Linked DNA regions of Zea mays: region 2 is linked to region 1. A link is a contact called in public Hi-C data. All regions are on one chromosome and are shown on one strand. Each heading gives the region's core, a stretch centred on a gene start, on an enhancer-like site or on the middle of the called end of the contact. The rest is flanking DNA. Distances are from core to core; before and after follow the strand shown. Region 1 holds the start of LOC100281304 (ras-related protein RHN1). Region 2 has its middle 26 kb from the start of LOC103644362.

Region 1 (6,143 bases), core at 2,587-5,086:
TTCTAACATAACCAACCATTTCTTGGCAGAAAAAAACTAAACATAGGCATAGTATCCTTAGTATTCTGTAGAAAAATGAAGTACCTTGAGCTTGAAGTTCTTGAACCCATTTCTTGGCACGGGTGAAGGAGGCCTAAGGGTCAACACAATAATGTTTAAGTACACATGTCGAAAATTATGTTTAAGTACACAAAAACATATGAAGTTGGGTGGAGTACTTGCACTTAAGATCGGATAAGAAATAGAACCGTTAAATGATTGAGTTAGAATTCTATATTGCTCTTTAATTCCTTTATGAAATATGACCAAACAGAGAACCACGTATTAAGTTGGAATATGGCTACAAAATAAGAGATGTACAAACTGGGTAGAAAATGTTCATCGTTGATTGGGCAGACAGGATAGACAGATACACAATGATTAGTGCAGAGCACTGAAGGGTGTATCGTCAACTATGTATTATCGAAGTATTTTGGCAACAAATAGAAGTATGCATAATCACAGGCCACACCACCTGTACCTCTTAGACACCTACATTGAAAGCATAGTTGTTAAGGCGGCAAAGCGAGGTAAGACGACCGACCCCCTTTTTACCTTTTAAGCGATAAGGCGTAAGGTGAGGCGACACCTTAGTAATATATAAAAATAAACATTAAAATAGAATATATAGAAATATAGTCTCGAGTTTTTTTCTTCTCGAATGCGCAGGAGAACTGCGCAATATTATATTAAGAAGAAAGAGAATAGTCCAAAATGGACTAGAACAACACAAACACAAAGCCAACTTACGGAGGCCAAAAACAAAAATACATGAATAGATCCATAACACCTAAAGAAACGCGACCCACAAAGACCTAGAGACCAGGAATGGGGGCTATGAGGAGCGAAAGATCCCTAGCCCCAGCACGACTCCACATCTCCTTTTCATGATTAGCCTTACGAATTGCCTCTTCAATGTTGGGAGATTTTTTTATCAAACACAACTATTTCTGTATTTCTAGAGAGTCCAAGCTCCAAGAATAATTAGAGTGTTTAGACCTCGCCTAGCAACCCCACTGATCTGACCAGCCGCCAAACTCCACCAAACCACAAAGCTCCAGTCTTCGGGCTGTGGGGCAAGAAACTAAAGATTCACTTGATATCAGAAATCCATAACCCTACATTAAGCGCCTCTTGGACTGTTCTAGAGTAGATAGCCCTCCTATTCACACATCCAATAACCTAGGAGCTAACTGTTCACCAATTTTTCCATGGAGTCAGTTATCTTTCAAAATAAAGTGGACTCCCCATTCCCAACCTTCCTGTAAAAGAAGGTAGAGAAGTAGACCTTGACCTTCTTAGGTACTTGCATAGGAATAATGGCCCATGGCTGGCCAGGTTCAGATTTTTCCATCCAGAGCCACCTCATACGTAGTGCCCAAGCCATCTCCTTAAGGCTTGCAATCCCCAGGCCGCCCAGCTCCAAAGGTCGACACACCTTGTCCCAAGCCACAACACAATGCCCCCCTTTAGCCTCTTTCCTGCCCCTCCAGAGAAAACCTTTCCTGATTTTATCAATCGCTTTCAAGGCCCACTAAGGCAAGTCAACAGCCATAGCAAGGTAGACAACCATACTAGTAAGGACACACTGAATCATAATTTTCCTCCTAGCCTGATTCATCAGGTCAGCCTTCCAAGAGGGGCGTTGAGCAGCAATCTTGTCAATGACTAGTTGGATATTATTTCTAGGAAGTTTTCTCAGGGAAAAAGGAACTCCAAGGTATCTGCACGGAAAATCAGCAATCTGACAAGGTAGCATACTTGGTCATCCCCTTGTTTTCTTTTATATAGTCTCGAGTACATAGGGAAAATAGTATTATAGTAGCAAATAGAAGTACAAGTTCAACATAAACCAACAAAATAGACTTAAAGTCCAACATAAGTGATAGTAATAGATAACACTCTCATCTCTCAATAGCCATCGTCAAACTCATCATTGAGTGTAGGAGGGTTCTCTTCTCCATCATCTTCCGCCTCGTTCGCCTCATCACTATCACTCACATTAATATCCATATTTAGAGAACTGAAACTGAGTTAACTGACGAAGAACACTAGCAGTTGACTGACTAAGAAAACTGAGTTAACTAAAACTGAGTTAATTGAAACAGAGAGAGCAGAGAGGAGAGATAACAGAGAAAGCAGAGAAGGGAGATAACAGAGACAGCAGAGAGGGAAGAGAGCATTGGGGGAAGGGAGGGGCTCGCCGCGGAGGGGAGGGCAGAGCCGTGGAGGGAAGGGGGAGCTCGCCGGCGCGGCAGGGCCGCTGGAGATCCGGAGCGCTGCCTTCTTCGCGTTCTCAGCGTCTTTAGCTGCTTAAGGTACCCAGGCCTGCCCTACAGCCATCCAAGGCGTCCGCAAAGCATCTCTAAGGTGATGCTCAAGGCGACAGGTCGACGCCTTATTGTCTAAGGCGGACGCCTTAGTCGCGGACGCAAGGCAAGGCAGACACCTTGCCCTAAACCTCGCTTAAGCGACGTCTTAACAACTATGATTGAAAGCTCAATAGTTTTTGCACTACTGTAAGGATGAAAACTAGAACTTGTTACTTGCCATATTCAGAATATCAACTAGTGTAAACAGTCCTCTGAAGTATACCATGAATGCAATCATCAGAAAACTTTTGCTAACTACATTTATGGTATCTCACTTAAAAAACTTTTAACCATTTTGAATTAACAAAAAACATCAAAATTACAAGTTTGGGGGAACTACAGTGAATTCCTAATTCATTAGTTTATTTATACTACAGGTAAATCATTAGTGTATTACTAACCGGATTTGTGATGTCATAGACAACAATGGCGGCGGCTGCACCCCTATAATACATGGGGGCCAAGCTATGATACCTCTCCTGCCCAGCAGTATCCCAGATTTCAAACTTAACAGTCTCATCATTTACCGCTAAGGTCTGGGAAAAGAAAGCTGCTCCGATTGTTGATTCCTACAAAGATGAACCAATGTATCAGAGCAAACACTAATGGTCCACTCTCTCAGCACGAGAAGCATTTCTATAGGTTCACCTGGAATTCAACAAACTGTCCCTTGACAAACCGAAGAACCAAGCTAGATTTGCCAGCGCCTACATCTCCAAGAAGAACCTGACAAAATGAAATATAATGAAACACTGGTATTCACATGACGAATGATCAAAATGCAAACTGCGAGCTGCCTAAAACCTCAAGCAAGAGAACTTATTTAACGACAGGGGCCATTTAGCAGTTCAGTTACCAACTTACACCGGTATAGAAGGTCAACTAAACTGATCACTCACATTTGACAACCTTACCAGCTAAAATTACGATTACTGTTTATCTGCACATAAGTTACTAAGAAGCCAAAATACTTATCCAGAAGCATAAATTAGAGAATTCACAAAAAAGGCATAAATAAATTCTTAAAAACTTCCATCAACAACTATAAACGCAGGGACCCGTCGGTTAGTCCCGGCGCAATAATCCACAGGCAAAGAAAGTATACGATCGCAACAACGCCACGCGCTAAGCACCAAGCAGCCCAGTATTGGCGATCAAGATCGGCCGGCCGCGACCCGATCTGCGGCGAAACCAATAACTGAATTTGAGCGCTCCGGACAGGAATCGCACCAGCTTGGCGTTGCGGATCTTGTTCCCGAAGTTGGCCGCCATCGAATTCGATGGCTGATGGCGGAACTGCGGCCGGGCCTCCGACGAGATCAAACCGCACGAAAAGGAACCGGGCTGGGGAATTTCTAGTTGTTTGCTTCCGCCGTTCCCGTGTTCCGTTGGTGGTATATGGTTCATTGTTTTCCCAGAAAAAAAGGGTTTCCACTGTAACCCTTGCAAAATTACGTTATTGCCCGGGGCTGTTCAACCTACGGAAGGTTTGGTGTCTCGAGGTGTGGGGTGAGGTGGGTTTTGAGTTTTTTTATATTTTAGGGCTAGTTTAGTAATCCCATTTTTTAAGGATTTTTATTTTCCCAAGGTAAATTAGTTTATTTTTTCTTTGAAAAATAAAATTCCTTTGAAAAAATGGAGTTTTCAAACTAGCCCTTAACACTCACTAGTCGGTTGCCCGTGCGTTGCGATGGCTTACAACAATACCCACTTAAACTATCCATAAAAAAATTTCAAGATTTTTTATTGATTGTCTCCGCTCTCTGTATAATATATTTTTTGATTTGGCTAACTGATGTTATTGTTTACTCCATGCAAATATGTTTTGGTACAACACGGGCAATGAAGTGAACGATTAGAAGAGAGTTCACAACGATTGACTGAATGAACAGAGATTATAAAATGACATAATTCCATCATACAGAGACCAAATAAGAGAAAGTTTTTGAGATCAAGTTTCTAAAATATGTCCCATGAAGTCAAACTTATAAAAAAGATAGATCAAAATATGGAATGATTGCTAAAGTCAGGCATTAATAAAAACTGGATGCGCTCCATATAAATTACGCCACTTCGTAGCAATTACTAACGTTTAAAACCAACAAATAACCTTTCATTTTGTTGTTAGTGTGACAAATCATTGCTGCTCTATCCAATTCAGCAACCTCAAACACCATGTAGTCCATTGCGCCAATGTGGTCTCAAAAACGACCTAATGCTTGCAAGAGCAAAGAACGTTGTGCCGTGCTTGGGCTGTAGCCTCGGCCCGTAGTGCTGGTCCGGCCCGACACGATTATTTTTTTATTTTACAAAAAAACGTATATACCTATATACAATTTATATTCAATATTAAAAACATCTTAGCGTGATGTTCTACTGGTTAGACAGTTTCACTCAATGTATCTCGGCCTTCTTCCATCAGGGCATGGGTTCGAACCCTACCTCCCGCACCGTTTTTTAACATTTTACGCTGATTTAATTAAATGGATCGACGGGCTAACGGGCTGGCCCGACACAGTTAGCAGGTCGGCATGACGTGCCTATGCCATAGTTGTGGTCCGCGTGCACCTAGCCCGTGTCGGACGTCGTTACGCTGATTTAATTAAATAGATCGACGGGCTAACGGGCTGGCCCAACACAGTTAGCAGACCGACATGACGTGCCTGTGCCATATTTGTGGCTCGCGTGCATCTAGCCCGTGTCGGGCGTCGTTTGGCATCTATAGACGCTGATTTAATTAAATGGATCGACGGGCTAACGGGCTGGCCCGATACAGTTAGCAGGTCACCGGCATGACATGCATGTGCCATAGTTGTAGCCCGCGTGCATCTAGCCCGTGTCGGGCGTCGTTTGGCATCTATAGACGTGCAACAGATTAATTTGAAATAGTTGTGAGGGGTTATTTGTAAAAAAAATGACGCATGACGACCGTTGAAACTGGTGCTTTAAGTATAGTATAGATTTAACTGGCTTCTTTCTTCTAGTGTTCAAATCTAATTTCTTAGTACTTATAAACTAATATCTTCTCTAAAATAGAATTAATTGCCTTTTACTTTCTTTTCTTTTATCTTCTTATTTTTTCTAGCCCTAAATATCATGTAGATAGGACTTTAATGAAATCAGTGAGATCTGAGTGTTACCTTGCATAACTTCTTTTCCTTTTGTTGTTCCTAGACGATTTGAGTGTAGAAATCAGTTCTTGGCCCTATATAATTGTTATTGTGCTGGATTTGGTTACATAATTATCTGAATGTATAGGATATAGAGCTGTACACATCCAGACAACTTAAACTGTTTACACATATCATATTTTAGGTGTCTATGTGGCCCTGCCTGGGACAACTGTTAGCTAATAGTTGAACTATTAACTAGATTGTTTAGACGTACACAGCTAATTTTAACAGCTAACTATTAGTTTTAGTATATTAAAACAACTCCTCAGTCTTATATAGTGTACAGTAATCAAGATGAATGAGAACGGCTACAACACCCTTGTGTTTAGTTTAGCCAATTGAAATTACATAGTACATATATTTTATTGCAAAGTTTTGTGTTTTTATTATTCACGCATCATTTTCCCTTCCTGTTGGTAGTTGTTGATATTTATATTTTGTTCTTACTTCTAAGATGTGGTTAAAGGTATCGATTGCCTGATAAATATTTTTTTGAATTTCCTCAAGTCAATTTCTTGATACTTCAATTCATCAATGGAGTGGTTACAGATGAATAAGT
Region 2 (6,143 bases), core at 2,340-4,839, 250 kb after region 1:
GGCTGCCCCTCACTCTATTTTCGCTGGAGCGGCCATGAGCCCTTCGCGGACCGACATTTGAACTCCAGAAATTAACGGACGCCTTGCCATGAGTTTTTCGCTCTTCGATCCCTACCAAAGGAATTTGAACGGGTTCGGTTGCTTACCGAAAATTGATCCTTTGTCGTTCGTCTAGTTCCTTAGGCCACAGCGTTCTCAAAGGGTGGCTTGGTCAATTCTTGCTCCCTTTGAATTTATTGAGATCCTGCATGAGTCGGGTAGACAACAAAGAAATAGAGAGATATTAGCGTGGCCATGTTTACTTGCAAGAGTAAAAATGTCATGGCCTATTGCTCGGTGTGGTTCGTCGTGTTGTGCCCTGCCTACGGCCTGCGCACTCAGGCCTAGTCTCGATGGGTCATGAGTGTGTCGCTGGCGGGAGTATGTGTGGGCCATAAATGCGCCACAGTCAGAGGGGATCGTAGGTCATGAGTGCTCTAGCCCGAGGGGTTCGTAGGTCATGAGTGGGAGGCGGACCGGCGCCTCTACTATGCGGCCGGTCATTTATGACGGGTCGTCCCGGGCCATGCGCGGTATCCACTCGAGTGGTTTCCCTTCGACGCGCCCGGCGTCACCCTGTTAGATTATGTCACGCCCAACCCTAGGCTCGGTGCCGCGGGGTTCGTATGGGGGCGGGTTCTTCCAGAGTAGACGTTACTTATCTCCTCCAGCCGACCAGCGGGCCCCAGTTGCCAGAGGCCTTTCCCAGTGTGCTCGCTAACCAATGGGCCCGAGGGACCGTGGATCGTATCCCCGACACTTGGTGATCTAACCAATTTATTTTACCCAACAAACAAAACTAATGGGGTGTTTGAATGCACTAGAGCTAATAGTTAGAGCAACTCCAAGAGTTTCCCAAAATTTTGTTCCCCAAAATCTCATATTGGTGGCTGCTAAAAAGAAAATTATGCTAAAAAAGTAAAACCCCACAGCAGACTGCTAATAAATGGCCTCTATTTTTTAAAAAAAAATGGCCACCCCATGATGGGCCAGTAAATGCTATCTTGGACTGATTTCGTCAGAAATGTTGTTCTATGCATGACGAAGAATGAGGGGTCAACCAAATATCTTGTTCTTCTCTTCCCCAGATCGACCCGTCTCCCTGTCGGTCCCTGCCCGCTTCGAGCCACCGTAGCAAGTAGCATGGGCCTTGCCTCTCCTCCCTCTCCGAATCCAGCCTTAGCTTCTGGTAGAGCAGCTCATTCTCCTAGATGGTGCCACCGCTGTCGCAGGGTTGTGGGGTGCAGCAGCAGCTCTTCTTCCTCCTACTCGTGCTCCATGTTCTCGCTGCCCGCGCTGCAAGGAGGTCGACGAAGGCGCCACCAGCGCTGGAAGGAGGTAAGGCGACGGTGGCGATTGATTCACAGAGGTCGCCAAGCTAGCGCTCCGTAGCGTGTGGGGCTTCGGCTCTGACAGACTCGCCGATGAAGGTACCGCGACGGTGGTCGACGCGTAGCCCAGGGACCCCCTCTCCAGGTTGGTTCACCTCCAAATCCTTCATGTCGTCGCCGCCTCCATCGCAGATGCCTCTCCCGCCACAGCTTGCCGCGCGCATGGGTGGATTGGGGAGGTTCTGGCCTCACGCAAATATACAGGAAGAAACGTTGTCGATGCAGGACCGCGAAAAGATTGGGGGAAGAAGAGGTACCTGTTGGGAGAGGAGAAAACATGTTTTTCTCCCTAAAGATGTTTTTCGGGTTGGTTTTAGCACTCTCTTGGAGTTGCTCTTAGTTGGCTAAAAAATTGCTAGTTTAGCTAACTATTAACTAATTTACTAAAAATAGATCTATTAGCTAGGGTGTTTGGATATCTTCAGCTAATTTTAGCCGCTAACTATTAACTCTAGTGCATTAAGCATCCTAAATAGTAAGAAATGATATGGTTACAGACGACCTTATTTTTTAAATCAAACGCGTCCTAAGTCTTTTTTTTCTATGTCACTCTAATTATTTCGCAATCAATTCATTTACCAACATCATGTAATGGAGTAGGAAACCTCCATGTAAATGTAGCCATCTCATTAAACTATCTCCAGCTACTATATCCATATTTAAACTCTATTATATGAACAATACAGTCTATAGTACAGAACAATACAAAAACAATATTTTAGGTAAACCCATCCTGACAAGCGATGGATCATGGCAGCTTGCATGACATTGAGCCGGGTCCATGCAGCCTCATTCACCACGTAATTACATTACAGTACTGTTTTCTCTTCATTGTTTAGCTTATTTTGCTCGTTTTGGTAGTATATATCTTTCCTCTCCGATCCAATTTCTTCATGTTTTACTGGGCCGGCCCATGAGCTTGTGGTAATACCCAACTTGTAGATAATAAAAAAAAAGAATTAATCTTCTTATGTGTATTGCTCTCTATTCATGAGAAATATTAATAATCATATTTAAAGTGCCTAAATTAACTAAAGCTACATAAATAATCTATGCATCATGTTGGAGATTTTGCTTGTGCACTTAATTATAATAATAATGAGATATTAATGCTGAAATTAGGGTTTAACTTAATTTGAAATCTAGAAAATTGTAAGTGGCATAGAAAAGAAAGTGGAAAGAATATACACTATAAAAAAACATATATATAAATAAATATATCTTTTCATGCTGGTATTTTGATTTGTGCATTTAATCTAATTGTGAAATTCACAAAAAATTTGAATTCAAATTTGAGATTTAAAAATAAAAAGAAAAGAAAACAGAAAGGAAAAGAAAAAGAAAAAAATATAAAACGCCGCATGGGCCAAAACCCTGGGTCGGCCCACCTCCTCTCCTCCCGCACGGCCCAGCTGGGAGCTCCGCACCCTGATAGGTGGGCCCAACCTGTCCGTCACTTGGTCGCGCGCGCTCCGGGGTTCGCGGACGCTGACATGTCGACCCCACGTGACAGTGGCTCACTACCGCTCGGCCGTTGTCATGAGGCTGGTCTTTGGGCCCTCGCTGCCAGCTCCTGCGTGTAACTACCGGCGCGAAGCTCACGCAACGGCCGCCACGCGCGCCGCTGACCCCAGCGTGGCCGTCGTGGTCGTAGCTCCTCGCCTACAAATAGGGGGAACCCTGGCAACGCACACCCCCCACCCGAACACACAAAGCCATCGGAGCGCCACCAGGAGAGACTCGCCGCGAGCAGAGGAGTGATCTGAGGGCGGCCGCCGTCGGTGAACTCTTGACGCCATCGTTGGGGCTTCGGTGTGGAATTTGGGTGCTGTGCTGGGCATCAAGAGCATGTTGGTGGCCTTGGCGGGGGTCGCGGTGCATCGAGAACGGGCGAATTTCTCGCCGTCGTCGCGTCGCCACCGCGGTTCCGCCCTTCACCGTGGGCTGCTGCACCTCCTACGTGCACCTCGGTGAGAACGACCCTCATCGCTTCGTACTGTTATCCTCTACATGTAGCATAGGGTGGATTAGGGGATAGCCGTGGAGATCGCCGTAGCGCGTGGTCCGGCCATGGCGCCACCGCGAGCAATAATCCCCAGCGGCCAGAGTTAGGCGGGTGTGACCAAGAGCACGCTTGCCGTCGGTTTTTTTATCTACGGCTCACATTCAATCGGGGTAGTGACGGGAGTAGATACATCCGTGTCGTCGATGGTGTAGTGAGCGACGCAGATTAGATCTGAGTATTTTAAATCGTGACCGCTAAGCACAGATCAAACGGATCCCGTTGAGTAGTGTTGAAAACGGACAGGTAAAATCTCGTCCCGACTCGTACCATTTTCTATATTTGATTCGATCATTTTCGTATTTACGGAAAAATATAGAAACGAGACGGAAACGGGAGAGGGTTTATTCCGTCTGTTTTTGTGGGATCCCGTTTTTGTCCGGATTGAACCCGTATTTATTCCGTATTTGATAAATATGGGACGAGTCTAATATGCATTAGTATATAAACTAAAGTCTCGTGTCTTTAGGTGACAAATTATAGCACAAGTGGCCATTGTAAACATCGACTCTTTTCAATGACAAGTGGTATAAAGTCTTAAACAACATCAGATGTAGCTAAATGTATACTATTAGCAACCAAACAACAATAGAATGTTGTCTCTCTATATCTATTTGTTTTAAGTTATTGTCCTACCAATCAATCACTAGTCAAAATCAATATCGTTTCTTTTTGTATTAAATTGTGAGTTTTTGTTAGTATTTCCGTTTCCGTTCGTTTTCGCAATTCCGTTTATCCCGCTCCCGTTTCCGTTCCCGACTACTCCGGACCTGATCCAGTTTCCGATGATAAAACGCGGATACGGAAACGGGAGAGGGGTTTTTCCGTCTGTTTCCGTCCGTTTTCATCCCTACCGTTGAGTACCGATGGGGTTGATCTAATCTGGGGCACACTTTTTGATCTAACGGCCAAGGACCCTTCATACCCTTTCAGCCAGTCTTTGCAAAAGATTCCTCGACTTTTTAAGCAATCAACCCGTCGTCCACACTGAGTACAAAGTAATTACCATAGGGCCCTGGTTTTTTTAAAATAACCCCTGGACTTTCTCATTTTTTATGCCACAGTCCAATTTGATGTCGGATTTAATAAATTAAAATAGAAAATGATTTTTAGTATTAAAATAATTTTAGAAACTTGTTTAAATCATAGTAAATCTATTTTAATTTCTTTTTTATCAATTCCAGTTGCATTAATTTTGTATTAATATTGTCTATCACCTGGTAACTCTGTTTTATCGTGCAACATAGATTAAAATTATCCACTTAGGTTATTCTATACCAAACACTTAAAACTTTATAAAATCATAACTCTTTAATCGTAACTCCGAATTTAGTGATTCTCGAACCTATGATCTCGTTACGATGAGTAGAATATTATTATGCAGTATGTTCTCATGTTTGGTGTGATGTTAATTTTTTATGTACCATGTTTGTTTGTATTGTTGCGAGTAGACGGGCAGGCAACTGAGGACCTAGATGCTCAGCAGGTGGAAAGTACTGAGCAGAAGCTCGTTGAAGGCAAGTTGTGCCCTTGACCACTTTTATTTACCCAATAATATTCTCTATAATCACTTTGGCATGCTTATGCATAATTTTGATGGGACCCAATAGGTCACCCTAGTTTGGTCATCTTTATACCTTGTTTACTCCTGAACTTTTGGGTAGTCTTTGCTATTGCTATATGTGGTTTTGGGTGTTAAGATAATTATTACTCATGATCATGCTTTATTATTGTTGTTCTATTCTATTCATGATAAGACTATTGTGTTAATTGGAACATGGAGCTTAACTTGAGATAAACGTGCCACCACAAGGGTGGAATGTGACGCTCTTGGCTGACTAATTAGGAAAGCTAGTGGAGGTCTACCTTACCCTAAAGGGGCAAGGGCAGTAGGGGAGTTGTCGGTATAGAGAGGTTCTCAGGTTGATTTTGCTGCGATGGCTTTTCAGACGGGGGATTCTTATATTGTGATCCCTAAAACTGTAGCGGGTTTTCTGAAGTTAGTGGAACTTTGTAAAGGCCTCGTAGTGTTACCCTGCCTCGCTTCCTTGGTACATGTATACGGGGCCCGTACAACCCCGTGGCAGATGGATAACATGACTTGTGAGTAAAGGGTACAACCTCTGCAGAGTGTAAAACTAGTATACTAGCCGTGCTCGTGGTCATGAGCAGATCAGGACTCTTGCATGATTAACTTATGAAATTAAACTCAATTTGACATTTGCATCGCATTGTGGTTTTATTATTAATTTTGATCTATTATTACTCTGGATTGTTATATACTTACATTTAGTAACTGCTAATAAAATTTGGCCAACTTATTAAAAGCAATGTTCAGCTTTAACCATTATTTGTTGATCAGTCTTACACTTCACATGAGCTCACACCTTTGGTGAGTTCATGAACATTATTCCTCAACTTGTTGAGCTGTGATCTTTTGTGAGCTCACCCTTATGATATATAAACTCCCCCCCCCCCCCACAGGTGAAGAGCAGGTAGCCTAGGAGGAGGTCTACTACGAGAAGTACGAGCTTGTCTAGGTGGCGTCTCCCAGTCAGCTTTATGGTGTCAAAGAATAATTATTAGTTCGTTTTATTGTTATCATTTATTTTTATAAGACATCTTCGCAATGTAATAATGTTTGTGACATT

Evidence for each region. A called contact is a pair of places that touch in the nucleus more often than the background predicts.
Region 2: a Hi-C map of leaf shows a contact between it and region 1, with 2.8 times the contacts expected there. The contact joins the enhancer-like site here to the promoter of LOC100281304 in region 1. A contact is called at or near these places in 6 of 25 Hi-C or Micro-C datasets (bundle sheath, endosperm, leaf and 1 more).

Annotation. Positions count from the first base shown.
Region 1 is chr1:307,910,128-307,916,270 of Zm-B73-REFERENCE-NAM-5.0, forward strand. LOC100281304 (ras-related protein RHN1) reads right to left here and starts at 3,837. Exons shown (of 7, transcript NM_001291637.2): 1 at 3,642-3,837; 2 at 3,060-3,137; 3 at 2,813-2,980; 4 at 85-133. The coding sequence starts at 3,818. LOC103645741 (transmembrane 9 superfamily member 12) reads left to right here and starts at 6,039. Exons shown (of 3, transcript XM_020544699.2): 1 at 6,039-6,050. The coding sequence starts at 6,039.
Region 2 is chr1:308,164,167-308,170,309 of Zm-B73-REFERENCE-NAM-5.0, forward strand. No RefSeq gene overlaps it. Among protein-coding and RNA genes, the nearest start is that of LOC103644362, 26 kb to the right of the region's middle. Within about 2 kb of position 3,590, at least 18 of the 20 cell types and tissues checked have an H3K27ac peak or open chromatin away from gene starts, as enhancers often do. A contact at or near this core is called in bundle sheath, endosperm, leaf and 1 more, where this site is marked.